2 separate regions of the Gossypium arboreum genome follow, and region 1 is linked to region 2. A link is a contact called in public Hi-C data. All regions are on one chromosome and are shown on one strand. The core of a region is the stretch at or near the end of the contact, and the rest is flanking DNA. Distances in the headings are between cores, read along the strand shown. Region 1 holds the start of LOC108462676 (organic cation/carnitine transporter 4). Region 2 has its middle 13 kb from the start of LOC128287756.

Region 1 (3,264 bases), core at 187-2,686, 93 kb before region 2:
ATGGCTTGCATGATTTTCATTGCTTTATTTATTTTCCCTCGAACAAGGTACCATCGCGGGGACTCAGAGATGAATGGAATAACTAGAAAAAGGAAAAGGACAGAGGGGACAGAGGAGGCGACATAAAGAGCACGCCATGTAGGGAAAATGTAAGCAATGCCTGCAAGTAAGGCGATGCCGGTTGAAAAGAAATAGAATGTGGACATTCCAGCCACACCACGCTTGGTTGGACCAACTGGTTCGGTGGCTAATACAAAGGAGCAAAGGCCAACCCCACCGGTGCTGAACCCTGTTAGGAACCTGAGAAGCAAATATGTGAAGTAGTCTGGCGCTATTGATGTGAGGCAACCAAAGATGGCATTTAAGATACAAACTGTCTTCAAGGAACCCTTTCTTCCAAGGCTTGAGTCTGATAGATGACCAAATACTCCTGCGCCTAAAAAAAATAATTGTGTAGAAAAAATTAGTTTTAGTCATGAATTCAAGCATTCACCATGTTCATGAACGAGTGATTCTTTACATTCAAAAGGAAGATTGAAAATGTATGGTAGAACCCAGACACATTATCAACATCAAGAATATGATCTTCATGTCTGAACTTTAGCTTTCAACTTGATCATCAACTTCCTTTTTTTTTCTTTGAAAATATTTCTGTTATCTGTAATTGCTCGATCAGATAACAGTTTTCTGAAAAGAAATCCTTATTTTTTCCCATGAAATTTCGGGTCCACAAATGCATTTATTGCGCCATGTAGATATGGTTTCCATGCCAGAAAAAACTAACTTGTTATGTTCCTAAAACTACATTAGCATAACGTTAATAACCTAACAATTTATGTATTAATATTGTTATTTTCCGTATCGTGTTTAATATTACGGGTTTTGGAATAAAGAGAAAGATAAGGTGAGAACATGTTACCAATCATGCAGCCAGCGAAAAACAAGGCTTGAACAAGCCCAACCTTATACTTCTCCCCGCAAACCAATCCCCACTGAGCCACGGTGGAGCTTCCCGGACCACCCTCCCATTCCCAAGACCCTGGTTCAAGCCCACAAACACTTTCAGCCTTCTCATCACACCGTGATCCTGACCCTTCCACGCACCGCCAACCAGGTTCCTGGTCCGCAAATATCATAACCATGGTGTGGAAAGCTTCCAACGCCCATGCCAGGCTCGTTAAAACAAAGTGTCTCAATTGCCACGACCCGAATTCTCCGCAATACACATCTAGCATGTCGTCTATGCAAAGCTTCTCGGATTCGGATTCGGGTATAGCCTCCCAATTGGGTTGCTTGGTCGGAAGGAGTAAAGATGACTCTAAGGAGGAGCCATGGCTACAGGTTTCTGATCCTCCCGCGGTAGCCATAGCTCTGTTTTTATTTTTGCAGTTTTTTTTTTGGGTGTATATTAATGTTTTTTACTCAACGTAGGAACTAGGATCCCATTTACACAGATGTATGTATATATAGGGGAAAGTTCCATTTCCATATGTTTTGGGTTATGACTTGGTGTGATGATTTGTGAACTCGATACGTGGATGGATATCTAACCATTGATTTGAGATTTTCGTATATTTTTATCCTTGTTAATAAAAGCGTCGGTCCGATACTCATTTGAAGGAAAAAAGGAGCTTGATTTGAAGGAAAAACAAAAGTAATCTGAAAATTTTCCTTTTCAGAAAAAAGTGCATTCAAGAGCTAACTAATAGTTGGGTACATAGCATCAGCTCCAACAATTCCAGAGGTTGATTACTCATTACAGACATAAGCAGATAAAAAACATAATCAAAAGGATTAGCTGACAGCTACATTAATTTTAAATGAAATTCGGTCAAAAAAATAGTGTTCTTTTGCCGGACCATGAAAGTTTATCTTAATCAAAGAAAAATTGGTTTAATTAGCTTTTAATTGGTTCATTTGGCTGATAAATTACAGCTTGATACTGTTTACAAGTCAACAAATAATTTACATTATTTTGAATCAATATACTAATTAATTTCCAATTCAATCGATCTTATTATAATTTAATTCATACAAAATTGTTTATAGCTATATCATCCTTAAAACCCATAATCTATCCTAAATACTAGTGACACTCAGAGAAATGTTGTTTGCCAATCTGGCCATCACATTCACATACTTAATCCCTTCCCTGACAACAAGTTTCAGGATCTTGTTCTCAAATCCAATTAAGAGAAACTTGAATTCATAGATGAGAATACACTAGATAATTAGCAACTTAAATTGCAATCAAGAGTGATAACCATGGTGGAATAAATTTTGACTTCCAATTTTTCCTTATGGCTAATTAGAGGCCATCCCTTAAAAGCTTCTAATTAAGAATGAACACTAGTGGTATTCGAGATATGTTGGTAGGATTGGATATGTTGGGGATAAATTTATGTAAACAATGAATAAGAGAAATAACGAAAAAATTGAAGAGATCGAACATAAAAAATTTACGTGAAAAACTCCTTCCGAAGAGGATAAAAACCACGGGCAAAGATAGTTTCACTAATTTGGAAAAAACGAATAGTACAAAGATGGGGATAAAAACTAAACCTTGAAAACCCGAAAAAGAACCCTCAAAACTTAAACACAAAATTCCCTAAAAGCTTGCAAAAGTTAATACCTAAATGTGTTATAGGTTAATCTTTCTAGGGTTGTAGAAGGCCTATTTATAGCCTCAATTTGTAGGTCAAATAATATTAAAATAATCTACACTAATTAGAGTTTAAGTGGAAAACTAAAATAATGTTTAACTGAAAGCAGTAAAGCCGAGAAAATTGAGGAACACGTTGCCTCGTTGCTACGTGGCTTTCTTCTCTCGTGACAAAGTATGGTTGTGTCGTCGGGACGAAGCTTATTTTCTTGTTGTGACAATGGTCGCTCGTCGGGATGAAGAGCTCCTCCTCGTTGCGACATCACATACTGTTTATGCTGAAATGCGAGGCATATTCCACAAATATTCACCTTGACGCGTATTTCCACAATGCCTTCTTTTCCAAAGCTCACCATAGGCCTATCTTGAAATTTGCAGGATATTAACTGAGTCCAAGTCATGTTTGGAATTTGAAACTAAAAAGACTTCTAGTCTTTGCCAAATCAAACCTGACTCGGGTTTTCTTTCCATGAATGCAGTGCTTTGTTTTTTTAAAACTGCACCTAAAAAAGAATTTTGCAAAACAGTCATACCTTTTTTCCTCCTATGAGCAAGTTGCCTTTGCATCAAACAAGTTAACTATGACTCCTTAACAAACGAGG
Region 2 (3,507 bases), core at 948-3,447:
CGATTGTAGTTTCTCCCACTTTTATTAATTTTATTTATTTGATAATTGTAATTTTTATAGGGAAAACTACATTAGTAGTCACCCAACTAAGAAAAGTTATAAAATGGTTACTCAATTATTAGTATTTTTTGTCACTTAACTATAAAAGTTACAATATGTTCATTCAACTATTCGATTTTTTTGTCACCCAACTATCTTAGATTTTTAGATATTTCTATTTTTGCATTAGCAAGCTAGTGACCAAAATAAAATAAAATTGAATAGTCGGGTAATATTTTATAATTTTTCATAATTAGGTAACAAAAAAATAATAATTAAAGGACCATTAAAAAATCATAATTGAGTGACCTATATTGTAATTTACTATTTTTATAAATGTTATCCAAAATAACAATCAATCCGAAGAAATCAATATGGTACCAATTAGAAAACAATCGTACTAACTGCCTTGATTTTATCAGATTATAATAATTTTGATATATATTCACATCCTATTTATATTTTTTTATATTTTAATTATATAATTTGGTATTATATCAGTATATGAATACCATATAATACTATAATTCTATTGTGATAAAATGCATAAGGTGGCCAGAAATAATATTTAATAAATTGTGGGTGTGCAATTAGTACTAGTCTGGGGTCAATGTTCCAAGAAGCCTTGGAAATTTAGAAATCTTGGGGTCAAGTCTAAAGAATGAGGCGAAAGGCAAAGGCAATTTTGATTGTCCAAAATAAGGTGCGGACGGCATGTGCTTTAAACAGCCACCAAACTATTTCAGATTTTTCTTCAACAAATTTATTTGTTTATATTGTATTTAAATAATATTTTATTTTATATTCATTTTTTTTAAAAAAAGTAACTATTTCGAAATGACATTAATTCTAGACTTATCTAAAAGTGGGTGGTTTAGACTTTGGAAGAGTGTTTTCCTTCAAAATTTAGCCTGAATCACAAATCAATAGTAAATCTAATCTATTTTATTTGAATTTAATTATGAAAATATGTACATATCTTTAATATTTTGTTATCAAATCAGCTATTGGCCTTATGAGAATTTTCCTCCACATACCACACCTTCAACTGAATTATGCTAAGGATATTTTTTTTCCCATGGAATGTTAACTGCTTATAAATGTCACATAAAATTTAAACTAAATATGAAATTTTTGGTTTTTTAAATATTGAATTTTTTTTAAGAAAAATTCAGCGAAATTTCTATGTACAGATTGCTCTCAACCCTTCCCTGTCCCTTATTTAAAAAAAAACTGATTTTTTTAAAATTATTTTCTCCTTTTTTTAAAAAAAATTAAAGACCGATGAAATGCCATTATCAATAAATAATTGCATATATGCATGAGTTAATCTATCACCAAGCAAGTGACACAAAACAACGGTGGAAAATTGCAAAAAATGAATAAAACCACATCAAAAAACCCCAAAAAAAATCAAAAAACTCACCGCCTTCTCAAGAAACCTTAGAAAAACAGAACCAGAAAAATAAAAGAAACAAGAAAACCAAAAGCTTCTTTCGACAAGAAACGCAGCAGCCCCATCTCTCCGGCATCCTTCATCGACGTCACTACAACCATCGTCTTGCTCCCACAGATCAACAACCCTCAAAACATCACGATCGATCCTACAGTTTCGAACCATCAGAAGCCTCAATACCCATTTTCTCTGACCTCAACCCCTTCATCTCATATATCTTCTAATTTTTTCGGTCTTTGCTTCTACCTTTAGCGACACCTCATCAATCCAAACCCTCGGCAATAACCCTTGTTTTCCTTCCTGTTATGGGTCAAAATATTTTTGTTAAAATAACGGTTAGTTGCAACGGTTAGTTCATTAAGTAAAACGGTGAGTTTCAATCTTAAAATTGAATCAGTAAAACGGGGCGCATAGTTTAGTGATTCGGTGCGTTTTGCACAACTGTAAGTGCCACGTCTTTTCTTTGCTGTTATTCTCTCCTTTTAAGCATGAATTGTATGGGAGAAACGGTTATGGAAAAACATTAAGAAATTTTCTGAACTTTTCTTCCTCTGTTCTCTCTTCTATTCTTCTTCTTCTTCGACATTTTCTGTGGAATTTTTGAGATCTTAACAAAGGTATCAAAGCCTCTACGATCCCTACAATGGTCGGTGATGGAGTTTTGACGAGGTTTCAGAAAGAGGTGGGCAGTATGCAGTAAGAAATTGCCAAAATTCAAGAGAGAATGGCTCGTTTAGAAGCAACGATGGACTCCAAGTTTCAAGCTTTTAAAGAGGAGTTCTGAGGGGATTTGTAAGCACTCTTGAGTCAGTATTTTGACAATGGGAAAGGGGTCCTCGAAGCACTACCTGGTTTTTATCAAAAGGAGGTCGAAGCACCCACTGTTCCTGTTGGACCGAACTTGGCAGATGTAAGAAGCGTGCATTTGAGGAATCAATCACCTGTGGTTGGGGTGTTTGAGAAGGTCAGTAGGCTTGAATGTCCCAAGTTTGATGGTAATGATTTTTGAGGATGGTGGACCAATCTTGAGCAATATTTTGAGGCTAAGAGAATACCAGAGTCTAGCAAGGTCTATGTGGTGATGTTGAATCTAGAAGGGAGAGCGTTCGAATGGCATCATTTTTACTCCCAGCGAAATGGGGGTCTCCAGATGCTATCGTGGCTAGCATACATGAAGAATATGCAGGATCATTTTGGTTTTGGTTAATTTGGCAACCCTATAAAGGAGCTAGTTAACTTGAAACAACAAGGTACGGTGGAACAATATCAAGATATGTTCGTAGGACTATTGAATCAATTGTATCTACCCGAACCTTATGCCACTAGCATTTTTCTTAGCAATTTAAAAATTGAGATTGGTCACTACTTGGATCTATTTGAACCTGCTACGCTAATGGAAGCTTTTCAGTTAGCTAAGAAAATCGAGGTGCTCCTATCTTGTCCAGCAAAGAAGTCTCCCACACCTTCGCGTAACTCACCTAGATCGATGTTGAATTCTTTCATCATATCAGGCTACTCCTCATCATCTACAAGATCTATTTCTGCTTCACAGTCTGTGAGCAATACTTCAATCAACAAGTCAGGCACTCGATCTATTTCTCCAGCTGTGATGGCAAAACGTAAGCAGAAAGGTTTTTGCTTCTGGTGTCGAGCCAAATACCATACGTGGCACAAATGTGTTAAATCGCAGTTATACCAGTTTTTGTGGGAGCCTTTATCTGACAGTGAAACAAAATAATTTCAAGAGTGTTCAGAGAAGCTCGAGGAAGGAAATTCTGAAGAAGAACCGTCGAAATCCCATGTGATTTCGTTACATGCTCTCAATGGGTTACAAAGCCATAACACCATGAGGGAAGCTACTCGGGTAGGATTGATTCTAGCCATTATTTTGGTTGACTCTGGTAGTATGCATAATTTTATAGATGCAAAGCTGGTAAGTAGACTGTCTTTGCCAGTAATACCTCAAGAGAAGTTGAAAGTGCTTATAGCAAATAGGAGTTGTCTCTTTACTA

What was found. Hi-C and Micro-C count contacts between places; a contact is called where the count stands out from the background.
Region 1: a contact with region 2 is called in a Hi-C map of leaf, with 2.6 times the contacts expected there. The contact joins the promoter of LOC108462676 here to the enhancer-like site in region 2. A contact is called at or near these places in 2 of 5 Hi-C or Micro-C datasets (both in leaf).

Annotation. Positions count from the first base shown.
Region 1 is chr13:112,343,967-112,347,230 of ASM2569848v2, reverse strand. It overlaps LOC108462676 (organic cation/carnitine transporter 4), which reads right to left and starts at 1,436. Exons shown (of 2, transcript XM_017762594.2): 1 at 920-1,436; 2 at 1-436. The coding sequence starts at 1,367.
Region 2 is chr13:112,251,746-112,255,252 of ASM2569848v2, reverse strand. No RefSeq gene overlaps it. Among protein-coding and RNA genes, the nearest start is that of LOC128287756, 13 kb to the right of the region's middle. Within about 2 kb of position 2,197, at least 2 of the 2 cell types and tissues checked have an H3K27ac peak or open chromatin away from gene starts, as enhancers often do. A contact at or near this core is called in leaf, where this site is marked.